Regions from separate parts of the Bombyx mori genome. Here region 1 is linked to region 2. A link is a contact called in public Hi-C data. All regions are on one chromosome and are shown on one strand. The core of a region is the stretch at or near the end of the contact, and the rest is flanking DNA. Distances in the headings are between cores, read along the strand shown.

Region 1 (2,700 bases), core at 137-2,636, 110 kb after region 2:
AGTTTAAGTGAAAAATGAAATGGAAGTAGTTATTACTATAATGAAAGCTGACAGAAAAGCTCTTTCATATCTACTTATGGTACGCGAGATAGACGTATCGTAAATTTATTATAATAGCTTTCGTTACAATAAATAAAAATTACTTAAATTTATTTGAAAAAAAAAAGGTTGTCTATGTTTAGGGATACTGATAAAATTTCAAAATTATTCTTAATTTATGGGCAATAAATTAGATGAATGATGAATAGCACAGTTTTAGTAATAGTCACAGCAAAATTTGCGTAATTATTGGTGGTAGGACCTCTTCTGAGTTCGCACGGATAGTTACCACCATTGTTTTAAAGATAGGGCAGCTGTTGTAACTATACTGAGACCTTAGAACTCATATCTCAAGGTGGGTGGCGGCATTTATGTTGTAGATGTCTGTGGGCTCCAGTAACCACTTAACACCAGGTAGACTGTGAGATCGTCCACCCATCTATGCAATAACAATAAAAAACTGTGTCTATGCTTTAGTTTTATACGAAGTTCGCAACGTACTTGTTGGCGTGATCGATGCGTATCTGCATGTCGTTGTGGCGCACGCAGTCGACGAGCAAGCGCTCCAGATGGAACAGGTCGTCGGTGGCCGCCAGCTCCAGCAGCCGGGAGAACTGCACGCACGCGTAGCACTGGGCCACCTGACGGATCAGCCTCACCAGGGCCACGTCCGTCAAGGCATTGGTGTACTGAGCGAGCGATGAATCTGTTAAATCAATATTCAAATAAAATAATTGTATAGGTACACAATGATTCGGTTATTTGGTATACAGTCAGGTATTTATTACTCGAGTTAAAGTGGGTCACATTAATAAGACTCTGGCTATTTTTAATGTGTATCCCTAGCCTTTAGAGTATTATACATATCCATAATTATATATTTGTTTGTGTGAATCATAATTAAAATGTTTTTATGAGAACAGAAACAAAACATTTTAATGAAATATTATATTACACATGATAACCATTTGTAATAAGTCTTTAATATTTGATTTACATTTAAATTGAATTTAATTTCATCTTTATTCACGTCATGGGATATGCTCCAACAGATGGATTTTCATTAGGGATTATTATTAATATTGTGCTTTTGCACAGAAATATTTTTAATTTGTAAATGAATGTATATTCACGAAGGATATTGTCGAGTTGAACATTGAAACCAACAACTTTTGGCACTTTAGAGAATGTATAGTTGTTTCAAAAGATGGGTCAAATCTACAATTAGCAATAGTTACAAACTATGGGTTATGGCTGTTACGACGTCTCACTCGTAAATTATAACATGTGCAAGCATACATTAACACAGGCTATACATGTGTCGTATATTCTGTCGCGTCAAGCTTACAATATGATCTACCTCTGAGGCCTACCATCGCATAACCATTAAGGGTTACAAATGGGATTTATTTCAGAGGCACAATAATCCTAAAATCTTTGATTACTAATTTATCTATATTTTGTTTGAAGAAGTCTCCATTAACTTTTCCAATGAAGTGAATAGTTTCAAATGTGACTTCCACTTTTTGAGTACACACAGTTTACATAAAATTAATATTAAGCTTGTCTTTGTTATAAAAAAATCCAAATGTTATTTAAAGGTGTCCAATTTTGATTTATGTAGCTATAGAAAATAAAAAGTTTTTATCGCACACACATTTTATTTGCTTGTTCTTATACTTTTATTTTATTTTTTATTGCTTATACTTTTAATAACAAGACCTGTTTCACCAATCATTTAATATTTAATATTTTTCCTTTAATAGAGGTAAGGTACTTTAATACACCTGTATATATGTATGTATGGTCTTAGTTCAGGACTAACCACATAGCACATTTCACTATTAGGTTTAGTAAAAAATAATGCATCTTCAGTGTTCAACAAAAACAGTGAATACTGTGTGTATAGTAAAACGGATTAAAAAGAAGGTAGGTAGATAAGATTGTCTGTTTCTAACATCTACCCAGCCTTTAGTCTAATGTCAGTTGGACAGTAAGCTAAGCGTAATGTAATGAGTTATCAGTGTGGGTTAAACAATGTACTCACTTGGCTCATCCTGCAAAGATTTGATAACACCCTTGACATTAAGGCAGATGGTCAGAGGGTCGAATTCCACTTCAAGCCAAGAATAAAGCTGTTGAAGTTGAGGCGATGCCAGCGACACGACGTTAAGGCGGACGATATCTAAGAATAAACATAATTTTATACTTTAGTTACATTTGCATCTTATATATTTAATCGAGCAATTCTTGTATATAAATTTATATATAATCTGAAAATCAGAAAGGACTCCAACGATTTCCATAAAATTTTGTATACAGGGGATTTCAGGGGCGATAAATCGATCTAGATACGATTTATTTTCAGAATTTGAATTTGTTGTTTTTTTGTGTTTTCGATAATTTTGATTTTTTCTTTAAATAACCAGTTCATATTTTATTATTATTCTGTCGGTGAGATCGAAAAATATGATTTATATTTCATCATTTTATCAATATGTAATTCGTATTTAAATATAATTTCTAAAAAACACAATTTATCAAAAAAAATATCGAGCAAGGCTTGGTTATTAACTAGTATTTTATTAAATTTATATGAATGTGTTAATCGCCAGGAAGTGCTGAGTATTCAAAATTAAATAATTAATAGGCTGTAGTGAA
Region 2 (2,700 bases), core at 159-2,658:
AATGCTGTTTGATATTGAAGTCAAACAATATTTTATATTTTCAATTACTTATTTTACAAACTGGCATATTAAACATCACAATTGCACTACTAATATGTTTATATTAAATTATGCAAACATTTATAGACTCCTAGTTAATTATTTATTTAATATTGGAAACTCAGTCTTATAATAATTTATTTTGTTTTTTATTTCAGCATTTAAGTACTTTTAAAATACAAAAACCTTAAAGGACCCCTTTCTAATTAATATATTTAAACTATTCGTATGTTTATCTACAGCAATAATGGACCTTACACAAATATATTTTCGTAAGAGGAAACCTGAATTAATCCCCTCGAAACTTGATAAACTGCTTTCACCAATGACGGAGTTTCCAAAATTACGCAAACCTTTTACTATCGTTTTTATAGTGTGGAATTTCATACAACATCATCACATTATTACCATCAAAACAATAGGTAGAAACAATTTTGGTGCCTCAATGTCAAATCATCAAAAAAAGTAGGTACTAAGAACTTTTAACAAGGTCAAGCCAAATATGTTGTACAATCACCTGATAATACCTTTGCTCTATACCTAAACAGAAAGACATATAAATTTCAAGAAGAGTTGTTTACCTAGCTCTTTCCACATGTTCAAGTGGGTCAGCATATAACCATTTCTGATGGCTTTTAGAACATCCTCGTCGTTGTCCGACCAGAATTGTCGCTGTTTTACAATTGAATCCATTAGGTGTTCTTTGGCGAACGCTGCTGCTTCGCTGCCTCCATGTCCGTCGTAAATGCCGAAAAAAGCGTACTCTAAATCCCGCTCATCCTCAGTTTGTTGATAAGCAACGGAAAACAAATCTTCCATGTACTTTCTCCCGCCTTGGCTACAATGCCCCGTCACGCGTAAATTAACGCCGATTGACGCTGGCATTTTATAACACACAACACTTAAACTTTCAATGGAAAAATATTTGTGATTTCATTGTAACAAAAACGTTTCTTTCCTACTCATTTTGCATTTTGCAATTACGCGAGTTTCGACGAAGTGACGACAGATCACGTGGACTTATTGATCACGACGCGTGCGCGCTCCTACTCCCTAGCCTTATGTACTTTGCAGTGTATTGAAAAGAGATGCCTATATAAAAGACAGGGTTCTAAAAAGAACTGGACGCCATTTTTTTCCGCCATTTTATTTTCGATGACCTAGCATCCTTATTTATTTTAAAAAGGATAAAATTTAATTAAAAACGGTATATTATTGCTTTATGTAATATTATTAAATATGCGTCGTTTATTTATAGTTTACTTTATTATATATAATCAGGGTTTATGAAAGCTAACATAATTAGTATTAAAATGAAATCTTGAATCCATTTGACATTTGACAAAACTATGGTGGAACAGGGTAGAACCCTCCATAGACAAAATGTAAGGTATGCATAGACTAGACTATTCTGCAAGTCGTCGTGGCCTAAAGGTTATCACGTCCGGTGCATTCGTATAGAATCTATCTTATTCGTATCTGCGATGCAACGATGTTCGGAATCCGCAGGCGGGTACCAATTTTTCAATATTTTTTTTTATTGCTTAGATGGGTGGATGAGCTCACAGCCCACCTAGTGTTAAGTGGTTACTGGAGCCCATAGACATCCACAACGTAAATGCGCCACCTACCTTGAGATAAGTTCTAAGGTCTCAAATATAGTTACAACGGCTGTCCCACCATTCGAACCGAAACACATTACTGCTTCACGGTAGAAATAGGCAGGGTGGTGGTACCCACCCGCGCGGACTCACAAGAGGTCCTACCACCAGTAATTATGCAAATTATAATTTGGGGATTTCATTTTTATTACACGATGTTATTCCTTCACCGTGGAAGTCAATCGGGAACATTTGTCGAGTACGTATTTCATTAAAAAATTGTCGTCGTTTGAAGTCGTCGTGGTATTTGACTCCCTTGACTCCCTTACAGCGGATACTTTTTATTATACTGATGGGGTTCGGGATAAATAAATGCTCCACCCAGTACAACTTAAAACTGTATTTATCACTTAGAACACAGACAGAACACTTTAAAATTCTCAATTCGCTTCAGGTGATCCGTTCGTTGTTTCGCTTCGAGTAGTTCCGATTACTGACTGACTGCGTGGTTTTTTTTCCTACTAAAGCTGATAACCTTGAGAGGCTATATCAGCGTCGCCTTAACTAGTAGGTGAGCTCACGGAGCTCAAACCTGATGACGTTCCTGACTGCGTGCCATCTCTGCAAAGCTTTTATGGTCGATACGGCATCCTTAGAATCGTCGAGAACATTCCTCACAAGTTGAGTACTTTCGATGTCCGTTTCCGTTATCTGACAATAGATGGCATTATACTTCTCGAGCGTTCTAGTTGAGCCGGATGATAAGATACCAGCATTAAAAAAACCTACTTTTATGTGAATAAGCTTTTTTATTTATTGATTAGCTTGGTGGACGAGCTCACGGCTCACCTCGTGTTGAGTGGTTACTGGAGCCGACAGATATCTACAATGTAAATGCCGCCACCCACCTTGAGACATGAGTTCGAAGTTCTCACTTTTAAAAGTAAAAGGACTGCCCCGCCCTTCAAACCGAAACGCATTTTTATTTTTTATTGCCCTTGTAGGCAAACGAGCATACGGGCCACCTGATGGTGAGTGGTTACCGTCGCCCATGGACTTC

What was found. Hi-C and Micro-C count contacts between places; a contact is called where the count stands out from the background.
Region 1: a Hi-C map of posterior silk gland shows a contact between it and region 2, with 1.8 times the contacts expected there. The contact joins the enhancer-like site here to the promoter of LOC101742111 in region 2. A contact is called at or near these places in 2 of 7 Hi-C or Micro-C datasets (posterior silk gland and whole pupa).

What each region holds. Positions count from the first base shown.
Region 1 is chr16:3,674,610-3,677,309 of ASM3026992v2, forward strand. It overlaps LOC101744517 (eukaryotic translation initiation factor 3 subunit A), which reads right to left. Exons shown (of 23, transcript XM_004928885.4): 8 at 2,087-2,224; 9 at 541-745. Among protein-coding and RNA genes, the nearest start is that of LOC101744517, 6.5 kb to the right of the region's middle. Within about 2 kb of position 1,387, at least 4 of the 8 cell types and tissues checked have open chromatin away from gene starts, as enhancers often do.
Region 2 is chr16:3,563,351-3,566,050 of ASM3026992v2, forward strand. It overlaps LOC101742111 (proteoglycan 4), which reads right to left and starts at 1,409. Exons shown (of 5, transcript XM_038016357.2): 1 at 621-1,409. The coding sequence starts at 924.